Regions from separate parts of the Gasterosteus aculeatus genome. Here region 2 is linked to region 1. The links are chromatin contacts, called in public Hi-C maps. All regions are on one chromosome and are shown on one strand. The core of a region is the stretch at or near the end of the contact, and the rest is flanking DNA. Distances in the headings are between cores, read along the strand shown.

Region 1 (7,399 bases), core at 3,027-5,526:
AATGCGGCCGTCATCTCTGTTATTTTCCATCTGACGGCGAGAGCATTGTTGCTCATTGACGGGGACAGAAAGACATGTCCATATCAAAGACCTGGAATGAGGCGCGCGGTGAAAGCACAGCTCCACTGACAGATCCAATTTTCTCTGGCTCATAAAATATTCAAATCCTCCAGCAGATCTGAGAGCCAGCCTCGCGGTAAATACCAATGACGGCCGCAGGAGCGCGCGCCGCTCGTGCCACGCGCCTCAACTTCAAAAGGTGGATGTGTGAAGGCGCCCCGATGGGACAAATGGACATTAACTCCTATTACGTTGCACTGTCACCTAGTCAGTGATCCTCTTAATGCTCACAGGGTTTAGTTTGGCGCACACACACACACACACAAAGCATGCGTCGAGCAAGGTGCAAAGAGTGACGGCTGCCTTTGGCCTGTCGTTTCCAGTGAAACATCTTACACCATCTTAAGGTGAGGTGGAACACTTCAACCTCAGACGGCTGATTAGCACAGAGAAAAAACTAAACTCGATGACTATAAAGTTAAAAATAAATGCATTATTAATCACCAACGGTTTGAAGTAGGCCGAAACTGTTGAATGGCTGAATGCATAAAAGCAGAACAGTTGGACAGGAATTCTGGGCTGCCCTTAAAGGCACAGTCCCAAAGGGCATAATTTAGATCATAAAGCATTTTATTACAGTCCAAGTTTCCAAGAAGAGGGTTATTTAAGACTTGGGTCACAGCTGAAAATGAATAACCAAGTCCTGTGTCATCCAAACTGACGTGTTTTTGGCTGCGGGTTTTACTCTGCTCCTTTTGCTGTGATAGGTCACTATATATGTGTGTGTGTGTGCACATACAATAGTGTATATTGTATAGTAATAGTGTAGATGATTTCAAGGCCAAATCTGCTCCCTTTTGTTGCCAACTAGTGCTGAATAATTAAAAGGCCACCTGGTTGAGTTCCATAGGTTGCTTCGCCCTTTCTCTCCACCTCTCCTACGTTCTCGCTCTCCTCTTCCACTCACACATACATTTCGGTGAATGATATTGTACACGTAGGTATATTTGTCATCATTCCTTTCTCGCCCGTTTTATCCAGGTACGCATTTCTCCCTCTATCATTCACCCCCCCCTCTCTGCTTCTGGCCACCATCTGCAGTCCAGCCTTGACCTCTTCGCCCCCTGCACATTTCTTAAATAACTGAGCACTTAGGGGAAATTACATTACTGGCTATAACAACAGTATGGAAATCAGCAAAGCAATTCGATTAGCAACAGTGTGGAGCCATAAGCCCCCTCGCAGTGTGCTCCTTTTATTTCCTGCCTAAAACCGCTCTACTTTAACCTCAGATAAATCAAGCACACAAGCACACAGCCTCTCTTAATCCTAACATTTCTGCAGGTCTTTTTCTTGTGGAAACCTACAGAAAGGAGAGCTACACGGAACAACTCCCCAGGGAGGTAACCCACATATCAGATGTAGCTTCATTTCGCACCGTTGATTCCCCCAGCTCCTACACTCCTTATCTCTACAGTTATTTTGTCAAGGACTGCATGCTTGCGTTTTGAGGGAGTGTTTATTTTGGTTGTCTCGTATGCATGGACGGGTCGGCACTACACACCTGGACGGCTGTACGTTGCCAGGTTGCTGTCACTGTTGCCATTGCCGGCAGTGCAGCAGTTGATGCCGCAGTCATTGTGGTTGGAGCAGGAGTTGGGCCACGTGTCCGCCAGCCAGGGCTGGGTGGCAGATTCCCCAATGTTCAGCAAACCGGGCCTGTAAAAAAGAAAGGGACCCAACATGAGTAAGAGCCTAAGGCAACACCCAAATAATATTTGTGTGAATAAACTGAAATATTCACAGTAGCACGAGACTTAAAAATAGAAGATCATGTGGAACCTTTTTATGCAGCAGTGGAGGATAGGTTGCTTTAGTACTTTTTTGCCTTTTGACCAAACGCACACAGCACACAACACACAATCACAAAGGCCTGGGAGCACATTAGGAAGAAGGCCAACTAAATAGATTGTGTGTGCTTGACTTGCATACAGCCAATGACACAAGAAGCCCCCACGAGCATTTAGCCGACCGCCCGGATTAGACAGCCAGATAACATTGACTCCCAATGTTGCAAATGTGTGTCCCGAACAGCCAGTGAACCACAAATGCTCCCTGAATAGATTCTCTGATGTCTCACAACATCTCTATCATTTAAAAAAAACATTTTCTTAGCTATACAGAAGGAAACTCATCCGACTGTATTGTTTGCATGTCTTGCTACAGTAATTTGAAGATCACTTGTTCCACTGGATTCTACCGTACAACATGACCACAGGCCAACCACTGAGTGTTAACAGTACTGAGAATAAATCGCATTCTATTGCTCATAAAACGGATCAATCTAGCACACAAATACATTTCAGTCTACGCCACCAGGGCCATATACTGTTTCAGTATTCAAAATGTCCACAGTATTACTTCCAGTTTGCATATTCCAACACTGCATTAGCATCGAGTTACGCTTCCTCGTTCCCTCTCAAATGACTCATTTCTTGGGATTCATTTTGGGTAATGAACACATTTGTCTTGCACAGCCAAATGCAATTTCACAATAGCTCCTCAATCACCCCGGCAGTTGTATGTTGATATTGAATGGCCATTGTCTTTGTGCAGAGCTGACACGGCCATGCTGCATGTGGGATTCAATCATAGAACTGGATAACATAATGGACATGGATTTACTGCTGATGGCTCCGAGCTAACTATTTATCCACACATAAACATGCAAACTCATGTACACTTACAGTCAGTGCGGTGTCAATTATATTCTCTCAGTATTCACAATTTAATACATATTCCCTCTTCTTGTCTTCATACTCAATTTTCACTATTTTCTTGCTGTATGTAAACATGCCAAATGCAGTCACAAGTCACAAATGAGTGCAGTGTTTGCCATGCGCACAGTCGCTGTTTTTGCACAATGCACCATTCCACAACATTGAAAAGGTGTGCCCTCTCTGCTGTGTGTGTGCACGTGTCTCCGTTCACGTTTTAGGGCGAGTCTACGGCGCAGCCTTGTGGTTGGATGTGGCTCTCCACCATGTAGGATGGAGATGGGCTCCTGGCAGACTACGTCCGGCTTTGTTCCAGTTATCATAACATATTTGATGTACCTCCTTACCCCTCCTTAGCTCTCTGCTGCGTAAGAAGGTCTCAGCACTCCCCCTAGTGGTCTTTGAAAAAAAGTTCACTTGCCAAACGCTACTCGTACGTTTTGGGAGTTTTAGTGATGTGATCACTAGTATTCATTCATTTCCCAAAATGTGATACTAAAAATATTTTTAAAAACCATTCATGAAAACAATATAACTCTTACCTTCCAGCGCTGCTTACAACTTCTCCTCCTCTCTGATATGCAACTAAAAAGAGAGAAAATAAGTTAATAAACATGATTTAACACTTATATTATTGTCACCACATATTTTCTTTTGGCTACTATGTTATTAATTTGGTTTTGAATGGATTTGTTTTGTGAGCAATGATAGGAATGCTATGTCTTAACAAGTGTGAGATATTGTATCAGTTCAAATGTGCATGTGAGTGAATGTGTGTGGCATCATTTCGGCTGAGTCACACACGCGGCAACAGCAACAGCAGGAGGAAGAGGAGGAGGATATAAGAGGCTTACGAAGAACAGAAATGCAGAGCTCTTTGGCTGTCTGGCTCGAGTTCAGCATGTTTGAAGCTCTGCACACTGAAAGTTGGACTCTTTCAAGGCGCTCTAAGCTGCCCGTGTGTGAAGGAGAGATAAACCTCCAACTTTAATTACAATCTCCTCCCTGAGAGGAGAGGAGGTGGAAGAGAAGGAGGTCGGCCCTTCAGCTGTCTCGTTTTGAAAACAGGAAGTGTGGCTTTGGCCTCCACACATAGAGTTCTTAGATTAGCTCTCTCCAATGCGAACCAAAGTATCACGATCTAATTCTCGATTGAAATCGTAGCCGAACGCAGTGTGACGTCACGCTTTCACACTGGCTGCCAGCAGCAAGGATTTTCTTCTTTAACAGGCAGAAACCTAAACACAAAAGCTCAGAGTGGGTTTCACCTGACAGATTTGCCACGGATGAAAAAACAAGCTTGCAACTGCAATTATTCTACCTGATTGCAACCCTTCCGGCAATCAGAAACAACGCTGCCACTGTTACATATGAGGTCCGAACAGACCGGATCAGCCAGTGTAACCACGAACCCCAACTGTAATATACAAGTCTCCTGCTCTCACCTTGACTTCCTCTCACCTATTCACTGTTTCACATTCAGCAGAGCACTGAGCACTGCCAACACCCCTGACACACCTCTAGCGAACAAATAACTTCAGGTGGATGAAAGTCAACGAGTGGAAGAAAAAGGAGGAATGTAACCACACATTTGCAGAGAGAGAGAGAGAGAGAGACACACACAAAGAGCTTTTCTTATATCTGTTTCTCCCTGTGTGACTTTAATTCAAAGATAACCTCCTTAGCTCCGCTACTGCTTGCCTATCTAATTGGTATGTTGGCGTGCTGGTGGTGTGTCATTCTCTTAAATCACGTCTGAAGTCGCTAGCAGTGCTTTGATCAAGTTAACACTAGTCTTAACAGGCTCTCAGTGGTGTGCAATGCTCTCCGTGAAGCTGCTCCATCACAACAACAACAACACATTACGTGGTGGAAGTGTTGACAAAAGTAGACGACCCATTTTGTATTTAAAGTAAAATAAGGAGGAAAGTGCTTACCTGTTGGTGTGAAAGTAAAGGATGGCACTGTAATGACAGAAGCAAACAAATCATTGATTAGCTGTTCATCAGTACTGTCTGGGCCCCTAGGACTTCATTTATAGGCCTCATCAATGCATAGTAACTTGGCCTGTAGTAACAAGCTACTCGCTGGCCCCTAGTCTTTGATCCCTGTATACTGTATATCTCCTGGCCCCAACTTGGGGATAGTGAGTGTTGAGCCAGCTGCTGGTTCAAATCCCTGGCTCAGACTGTCAGAGACCATCTGGGCAGGGGGTCACCCACCGGGGAGATATCCGTTGCTATCGCGAACACTCGTATCATCACCCACGCAACTCAATTACTCACATTTTAGCTGGGAAGGGGCCCATGTGCAAAAGAGTAAGATACCGTTGGCAGACTTAGCCAAAGTATGCGTTGATGCCACAATGCACCGTGCTGGACATCCAGAACGCTACATAGAAAATGTTCAGTATAGAAATGTTGCTGCCTGTTTCTGACCTACAGAAGGAGACGACTGGGATGAAAAAAACGGTTTCATTTTCTCAAACAGTTTGCTCAAACACCACAGCAGATGCACACATACACATGTCTCAGTTCAGCCAATTTATCCCCAACAAGTGCATATTGTTGCTTCATGTGGTTGCAATTATACTCCTTTCAAAACATTCTCTGTAACCAGTTCCTACAAAGACCACAGCCACAAGGGGAGGAGGGGGGGGGGGGGGGGGGGGGGGGGGGCATGTCTGCCTACTGTGCCCCTGAAGAGCTTTGTGAGTTTATGTGAGTTAACATCAACATATAGAATCACAGAAAGTCAGAGGGGAACCTCAGCCCACAGTCTTCTCTGCCCCCCCCCGCCCCCCGGCCACAGATCAATACTGGCACTCATAAAGTCTTCAAAGGGACTATTCTGCATCAGAGCATTGGTTCTGAATAAGTCGCAGTGGTTAAAAAATACAGGTATTGCCTTTGGAGCTGTTAGCTTGGATAAAGACATCTCAGAAAGCGGCACGACTGCAACACTGAACCAAACAGCAACATTCAACAATTTTTGAATTTTGAAGATATACGGTCCAATTAGGAAAATCCACATGGGTCTTTAAGATGTTCAAGATAATATCTTCACCATACCAACATGTAGAAAGCCACAGCTGTGACCATTAGAACCCCAACATGTAAGGGGAAGAATTGAGAAAGACCACAGAGCTTAAGGAACAGCTTAGTTGAGGTGTCTCTCACTTTCACATGACTCGCAACTCCTACTTTTAGAAAGGCCGCGGTGGATTCACCCATAGACTGTGTTGTCTGTATAACAGCCGCAGACGTCAGTCCATTGTCTGTGTACGTCTCAGGGTTGAAGGGCGGATCTCCTCTAACCCGGGCTGTCAGCAGTAAACCTGAGACCGGGGATAAAGACAGCGCAGGTAGCGCCCACGGGCAGCAGCTGCACAGCCCAAGGCCACACATTAATCCAGCCCACACATAAATGAGACTCAGAAAGAAAGGCTAATAGCTCTCTTTGTACTCTAACCATTGTGGGCAGAGGTGGGGCTTGTCATGAGCCACGTCACTTTAACTCAAGTCAGGTACAAACCACATCTACGTGACACTGTGGCTAATCTACGAGGAAATGCAGCTTGGGGAAGCGATTTTGGGGGGATTTTTATAAACATATCATGAATCTGATTGTTTAATGCTCAACGATTCCGTATACAGAAGATCCCCCTCTGAACAGACAGTGAGCGTACTTCAAGCATGTGTAAATGTCAGCGCACTCTTGACAAAGAGGTATTATGGTAAGACATCCTCTCTTTCCTAGCACAGTCACAGAGGAGTTGCTAAAAGCAGAGTTGTTGGACCTCAAAATGTACTTTACTGAAAAGACTCTTCACAAGCCCTTGCAGAATCAGCGTGACAGACGTATGAAAAAGAAATAAAAAACGTCTTCGTGCAGCACTCTCAGCGGGGGCCTCACATCCCATCCTGAAGCACTCAGTTGGACTTTCAGTGAGACTTCACCTTAGGCTCTCTACACAGACGCCTCTCACTGTGTGACATGCAGTGTGTGAAGTAGGTTTGCAGCATTTGGGATGCAGAAGATGGCGATTGTTTGGAACCAGAAATGATCACAGTCTCACACTAATGGATATTGCATTACATTTACTTACCAAATTTGACAAATAACAAAAACAACTAATCTCTCCCTTAGCCAGCATTGAAGTAGATGTCCACTAATGTACAGACCTTTGCGTATGCCTGCATAGCTGCTGGAGAGGCCATTCCTCTTCTTTCGGTGTCTGTACAACCAGATGCTGAAGACCATGAGGATGATCCAGCAAGCGGCTCCTATGCCGGCTATGAAGGCGGGCTGCTTGACCACGTCTGAGATCTGCTGGGAAAGAGGGTTCTCCTGGATCACCGTCTCTGTCATTTTCCCAGAAGCATCTGAGGATGGGGGACGGAGGAGATGTGAAAACAAGAAACACACAAAATGTGCAGCACGAGCGAGAAGAAGGTTTAGTAATGTGACAAATAAGAGGGGAAGGAATGCAATTTAAAACTTCAACAAAGTAGGAAAAGACAGAAATGGAGTCATTTCAGAAATATGAACATTCTTCCTTC
Region 2 (7,546 bases), core at 4,367-6,866, 100 kb before region 1:
CAGCTGCATTGTGGGGGAGTGTTTGTTATAACGGCAACTCTCAGAAGGAGTTGAGTTCGTTAGAGCACTGTTATAACATCGCTCTGTGTGTTTGTTGACAACACCCCCCCCTCAAGCCCCCCCTCCTACCTGCCAACACTGCTGTTTAAGTACACACAGCTTTATTAAGTTACTCCAAAGAGGGTGGGTGTAGGGTCGGCGGGCCCAAAATAGCATGGGGGCAGAGAGAGGACAGCCGGGTGGCGCAGGACGGGGCTAGGCATGTGTTTATGTGTCCGCCCGACAGGGAGGCAAAGCAGAAGGGAGGGAGAGGAGGAGATACAGGGAGCGAGCACAGCTGCTCTAACGGTCGGCCGCTTCACTCCTCCCTCTCCGTTCAGGGCCGTTCCTCGTTTACAGGCCCGTGGTGTGAACAGAGAACACGTCTGACCCTCGGTGTGAGGGGAGCGTCAGGAGAAAAACGAAAGGCTATCCCCTCCTTCGCTGTCCCGGGGTGCTCACATCCTATGGCGGCGCACTACTCCCGAGCTCGCCGTGGTCTAATTAGCTCGGCGTCACAGATCGCGGCCGGAGTAATTGCGCCGTGTAGTAAAACTCAGCCTGTAGCAACCCTGATTGGGTACACGAGGAGCTGCTCAAACAGCGCGCTGCTGTGGCACCACTATCTTCTCCCCTTTATTTATTCACTCAGTCAGTCACTTAGCCCGGCTTGCCATCGTCGCTCTGACGCTTAACAGATTTACCACGCAGTTTGGACTGTCTCAGTCTTCATTTTGTTCTCCGGGGCTTTACTGCTTTTTTATTTAGATCCGTCAATCACTCTCGGCTTGCTTGTTTCTCCTTTCTTGTGGTGGTACGTTTTCTTGGTGGCTCTGAAAACAGGGATGTAAATTGGGTCATGACTTCTGACGTCTTTGATTCAGTGCTTGAGGATCATTATTGGAGTGAATTTGCTGTATTCTTTGAGGTTGACAAACAGTGACCTGGGGGCTGACAGTCCTCTTAGAAAAAAACAACAACACAGAAACTAAAATCCTTTTTCTGACTGGCACGGGCTCAAACGTATTAGTAGCAGTAACTGCCAATGTTATCGCATTACTTTTTAGGGATTAAAATGAGAAGAACTACAGTGTGCTTTGGAGTGGCTTTGGATGCATTTCACCCCCTTCAGGGTGATGACACATACCAAATAAAAGGATTTCATGAAGAATATAGTTTGTGTTTTGTGTTGTTGCAAATGCAGCAAATGATACAATCCTTGGTTCAAATGCAAACACATGGGGATCTTTTTCACACAGCAACAGGCAAAGAAGGGAGGGCTTTTTTTCTAAATAGATGGAGAGACCATACACTCCCCCTGAGACAGCGGTATTTAGTAATGTCACCAGGGGCAAGCGTGGCCGGGGTCAGGAGCCAGAGGGGTGAGGATGGAGCTATCTAACCTTCACCATCGTTCATCCTGATAGCTGCTTTAAAGGGGGGGAAAGCTGGATTGGAGGGGACAGTCACTGCATGGGGGGGGTTGGGTGGGGGGCTTCCTTCTATACTGGATAGAGGATGTTTAAAGAGGAAAAGAGCAGTTGATGCTAGTGTGGAGCAAAGGAATAAAAGTAGGAAGACTGAATAAAATTAATCATCACTTGGGAAAAGGTATTAGTCTGATTGAAAGAGCTGTAAAGAGAATAAAGGGGAGGGTGGGGGGGGGCATTAGGGAGTGACATAATCTCAGAGGCGTAAAGGTGAAGATTTGGTAAAAGAAGGTATTAATGCCGGCTAGCAGATGGAGCGTTTTCAAGGGAATGTTAAATAGTCACGCTGAGTCGAAAGAGAGAGAACTGGCTTCTGCTTTGTCTTATCCCATGCCTTCAAAGTGTCATTTTTTTCCCCTGCTGTCTTTCTAGTGGTGGGTCGTGGGTGTTAGGGGGGGGGGGATTATGAGTTTTCCTAGGCGGACCAGGGTTGAGATGAATGGTTGTCCTTTTGGATTCAATATGGTCATTATCATTCCCACATGGTGCGGGCAGATAAAGCCCCCAAAGCCTTTTTGATTCACATGGGTTTGTTGTCCATCTCATTTTTCCTTTGTTTTCCGAGAAAGCACGCTACTACTTTATAGCTCCTCCTCGGGCATGGAGAAGCCTGTCAGCGCCCTATTGGTTACTTTCGCATACATCATTTTTACTGCGCAGTCAGATAAAATATAAATGAATGAAACATTAGCAGTTTACACTCCAACTGCTCAAAAGAGTAAAGCAAAACAATGGTGATTTAGAAAATTGGTATCATATGAGCATCCATTTATCATTTATCAAACCAAACGTTCTATTTTTTTGCTTTGTTTTTAGTGGCTTTATAAAAGCATAATCGTCTTCCACAAAGAAAGGAAAAAATATTAATTTGTGGTCAGTCCTTTGCCAAGCATTATTATTTGTCATCTATGGTGAGACGCAACAATGACTGTGTTTCCATCTGTTGCCTTGGTAGCAAATAACAGTGTTTAAAACCATTTCTCACATGGATTACCTTAATGGCTATCTCTGTCCCATTCTTCTCCAATCAGAGGCCCGTGTGATTAGCCATGTCAGTCACTGGTGAAAACCCCTCATACGCAGTTTTCTGTCTGAATAGACAGTGAGGGGGGGGGCTTTCCAATGGCACACCGGCGCCTTTCATATACACATCCTTTTTTTTGTAGTGTCACTTCAATATTGTAGCACGGGGAAACACGCTGACATTCCACATGATTATTTTCACTCTTTGTGTTGTCCATTAAGACTTTCAAACATTTTCCGCCAACATTATTAGTACGCAGATTATCTTGGATGGAAATAGGCCCTAACTGACAAGGAGACAAAATGTCCCACAGTGATCAGCTCACTGGTAAATGCAGTTTGTTTGGAATCTTTCTCTTCATTACATGCATGTAATGTGACAGCTAGTGATGGCTATCCGGCTATGCGTGCATGTGTGCATGTCCATTCATGCATGGTAATTCCTGTCTATGTATTTGTTCATGTTGACCGTTCAGAAGCACACATAGTCCACTATATAATGCACTTTGTTCTGGCCTTCTGCTTGTACCCTAACCTCTTCCTTTGTGGCGCTCATGTTTGCTCAGCAGTGGACACGGGCCTCAGCTAAGAGCATCTGGGGTGCTATGATTAAGTATTAATTCAGGCATGTGATCAATTTCCCTCAAGCTGCTGCAAAATAACTGAACACAGAGGGCAAACCCTGACTCGGATTAGTGTTCAACAAGAGCTCCTCTTTTTACTCTGGGCGCAATGTACGATATTCACAGCTGAGCCAACCAGACAGACCACACACAAACAAAGAATTGTCCTACTTTGTGTCATCATCCTTTTATACTCTCTCTCCAACCTCAAGCCTCAAAACGTAGGCCAGAAGTGTAACACAATTCGTAGTGTTTTTTTCCCCGTCATCTGTAGTTTTTAGTTTTAATCGTATAATCTCACATTAGCGTTCCCTTTCCGAGCGCCGCAAACGCGCCGTTTCTCCGACACGGGTCCCTTTGTCTCTCCCCCCCTGTAGATCACTTGATCTCTGACCGCTGCTCAGGATGGATTGACACTCATGCCACTCAGTCAGGGGAGAGGCCTCCCCACCCAACCTCTGACTCCGTAGGTCACCAATTAGGCTGCGTGTCCGTCATCCAACCAGCCACCCACAACCCCCCTTTTCCTGTAGATGATACCCCGCCGCACAGGAGGCCATATTGGTCCTGTCCATTTATCTTCATCAGGCTCGATCACAGTGGAGGCCCCGGAGGGCCCCCCCCTAGCCGCATATCTGGTCATGTCTCACTCACTGCCTCTAACTTTTCCTGAGAGGGCATTGAGTATTCTCTATCAACCCTCACCTTCAGAAGCATCTGATGGCAGGTGCACTGGCAGCCTATTACGCTGAAGCAGTTTAGTTTTCAGCATGATAATGAAGGGGGAGAATGGGGGTGGGTGCAAGCAGAGGACAGACCACTGGATAGTGATGGTTTCGGAGGGGCCGGGGTGCACTGGAGCGTGTACAGTAAGGCTTTGCAGGCCAGTATATTTTTTCTGGAATTGGAGGGTGTGAAACGCAACTGAAATGGCAGGCAGAGGCCAGTTAATGGGCCTGTCAAGACAGCCAACCTCGCCTTGAGTTTACTGTTTTAGTATCATTTTCTGTGTGTGTGCGTGCGTGGTATAGATGTCTGTGCACACAAGTGCGCAAGGGCCTGCTCCCTCATCACTCACGCTGAATGGTCGTCAGCCAGCAGTGAAATTAGACTGTTTCTCCCTCAGTGGTGGACTGTCACCAGTGAGATGGAAGGAGGGTGAGTGGTCTGGTCCCAAGGCACTTTTAGTGGGGGCCCATTTTGAAGCGTTTAAAGTTTGACACCTACTGACGTCCTGTCAGAAGCACAATGACCTACAAAGGGCCGTACTCTCCATCAGAAAGGTAAAGCCACAGCACAGGACCACGTACTCAAAGTCATCCCTCTATTAAATCAAGCAAGCAGTGGCTCTGTGTTTTATCTAAACGCCTCTATTTGGCACCAACTCAAAGACCAGCTGCTCGGATTCCAGTAAACCAATCCATTAGATTGCCTCACACAGTGAGGACAATACTTTTTGTTACAACCATCTCTTTAGAGCAAGGCTTTAGTCATATTCATCAGCCAAGGGCCGACTCAATCCACTCAAAGTATTTACTGTATTCAACAAAATAGAAACTGATTTGGGTTTTGCTATAATTTTGGATAAAGCTTTAGATAAACATCTGGTTCTGCCAACAAGGCTTTGTATTGCTACATCCGTAGGTTTTGCAGATGTAATTAGGAAGGGTTATGCCTGCGTGTGCATGGGTTTGCACAAAGGTTCATTTCAAGACCGCCCTCTCTCTTTCTAAGCTTGTGATTAGAAGGTTAGGTAATTACTTTACAGATAATCTTCATAGGTTTTTTTTCTTTCTTACACACAATACAAGTTTGTTTTCCTTCTCTAATACCACTACTCCTCCCGCCTGCTGCCTTTACTGTTGGTTTACTTATTTATTACCATGCTTCTTATTTATACGGTCTGGTTTAATATTAGTCTGTCTCTCCTTTATCCTTTTTTTTAAAATCTGGCTAGTTTTTTTGTTTGGGTGCTCTTAAGATACGTTAAAATAAGTGTCCAGGTGCTTGTCCAGGCATTTGTCCACAACCGATCTGCTTACTCACACTATACTTTACTATATATTTTTTTCTGTTCATTTACACACTTATTGGATTCTACAGCTCCCATTCTCAGCCCATTCTGTGATCCTCTTGTTTATACAAGGGCTGGATGTCCTTGCAGATTTAGACACTTTAATTTGCGGTTGCCCATAAATGCTGTGTTGATTCACGGGTGGTAATTTAGCTCGTGGCCACGCGAGGAGTGGACGGGCCCTGGTTGCTGCTCATTAATAGCGGGGCTATAGGACAGAGAGAGGAGGTGGGGAGCCTTCAAGGCCCCATTGATTCACCGTCTCCATGCTGCATACTGATTCTAGCAGCCCTGCCACATGTCCTAGTTCAACAACCCCAGTGGCAAGAGGAAGATTGAGCAGGGGAAAAAAAGTCCGGGGACAGATTACGGTCACTACTGATAGCCACACTGTTTCCCCACTCCTGTTACACCGCCCCTCTCTAGAGAGGGGGGCTGCACCACGCAAGCTCCATGTTTTCGTCTCTTTAAGTTTTCACTCGCTGTCAATGAGTCTTAGTCCTGTCGGAGTCGTGTTTGGACAGAGGGCTTAAGAACAAAGAGATGTGTTTAGATGGTGTCTCCACCATGTCGCATGTAATGCCTCCATCGTGTGATATGTTGGTGGTACGTGTGTAGAGTGAGACCTGATGAAGACTTATGGCTCATTAGCTTCCACTAAATCACTGCTGATGTGTGGTGAAAACAGTCATGACCCGTATGGCCCTCCCAGACACCCAGGGGCTGGCAACCAAACTCTAAGGGGGTAAAGGTCAACTAAAGCAGCCAACAGAGCAGGAGTCACACCTGACCTCACCCCGCAGTAACTTTAGAGGCAAAGATTGGCTGCTAATCTGTCGCTTCATACCAGTGCACACACACATATAGAAGGTCAAGAAGATAAGAGGAGGCTAATAGTGAAATGCTGCTGAGGATAGCGGGAGGTCCCGTTTGGATTCTGACAAGGATAGAGATTGAGAAAAAGACATCTCAATGTCCCTCTGACGTGTGTGAGGTAAATGGACTTCACTTCTGTGGAAGCCACATTACCACACACGTGACGTCCCATACTAACTTTACACAACGGTAAAGGCACCAACAAAGGAAATAATATTGGATTTTGGGGATGAAATGGTTGGTTTGCCTATTCAAAAGCAAAAACTTGGACCAGAAAGCACAACAGCAGACACGTTACTTGATTAATTGGGCCTATGCAACATGTGCATATGTTTGTTTTAGAGGCCCCCTTTCTTCAACAAAGGGCCTGGTGATGCCAGTCTTGATTCACCCCTGTGCTCTTGTATGGTGGCTATGTGTCTGGCTAGCCTACGTGTCGGGGTTGCTGGGGCCCTCTCTCCTCCCCAGGGAATCTCCTTCCACCCTCTCACTTCATCCTCCTGCTGGTGCCGCCTTGTGGGACAGGAGGCAACCTGATCCCAGATTGAGCCACTCTGGCTTGGCCCCGTTCCATTCTCCCAACAAAGCTAATTACATCTCAAATGGTAATAGATGAGGCCTCGTTAGCAGCTCTCACTCCCTTGAAAGATTCACAAACATACATCAGAAGGGCCACTGATCGGTCTCAGCTCCCTCCTTCAAAGGCTGGACTTCACAGGGTGCTTGGGGCCCGGTTGGCTAATTACTCCTGCAGTTCCACACTGCTGCCCCGTACGCAGCCTGCACCGCGCAGACAGCTTTTATCGCATCGCCGGCGCCGCTCTCAGACAGGCCTGCTCTCAAACCCGTGCCAAACTACACATGCGTGTTAAATATATAATTCAATGATCAGATTAGCTGTACTGTACTTCTATTTCTCTCAGCTGCCATTTCGATGACATTGCAGGAGTCAGTTCTCTCATTGTAACTTTTGGAAACCCCTGCATGTTTAATAGAAAAGAATACGATGCTGTTGAAGTTCTTGAGGAAAAAATACTTCCCCTAATGAAATTAACCTCATTACGGCTTGAAATTTCTTACGAGATTAATACTACAGAGCATGTCATTTTCTGTGCTCAGTATTAGGAATGCAATTTTATTCGCCAGAGATTCACTTAATGCGATGAAAATAGATCTAAATTTCCAACTGCGGATCTGGGAAAGTACACACATGTGCACGTACAAAACATGTGTGTACTCGTATGAATAAATGCTTGCTTTATGATTTTCTTTGCTATTTTAACATTTTTTTCTATTACTTTTCCAAATACGTTTAGCCTTTTCCTGTTGAAAGCGCCGGGGCCAAATGCCGCACCACCGTGAAGAAAAGCTGCTCTTGTTAAGCCTATGAGCATATGAGATATTGACTGGTATATACCTCT

The links. A called contact is a pair of places that touch in the nucleus more often than the background predicts.
Region 2: a contact with region 1 is called in a Hi-C map of liver, with 2.0 times the contacts expected there. The contact joins two enhancer-like sites. A contact is called at or near these places in 3 of 6 Hi-C or Micro-C datasets (liver and skeletal muscle).

Annotation. Positions count from the first base shown.
Region 1 is chr1:13,783,673-13,791,071 of fGasAcu3.hap1.1, reverse strand. It overlaps robo1 (roundabout, axon guidance receptor, homolog 1 (Drosophila)), which reads right to left. Exons shown (of 31, transcript XM_078098242.1): 19 at 7,022-7,222; 20 at 4,775-4,801; 21 at 3,380-3,422; 22 at 1,625-1,779. Among protein-coding and RNA genes, the nearest start is that of robo1, 200 kb to the right of the region's middle. Within about 2 kb of position 4,276, at least 4 of the 9 cell types and tissues checked have open chromatin away from gene starts, as enhancers often do. A contact at or near this core is called in liver, where this site is marked.
Region 2 is chr1:13,886,776-13,894,321 of fGasAcu3.hap1.1, reverse strand. The region is part of intron 2 of robo2 (roundabout, axon guidance receptor, homolog 2 (Drosophila)); the gene reads left to right. Among protein-coding and RNA genes, the nearest start is that of robo2, 160 kb to the left of the region's middle. Within about 2 kb of position 5,616, at least 1 of the 9 cell types and tissues checked has open chromatin away from gene starts, as enhancers often do. A contact at or near this core is called in liver, where this site is marked.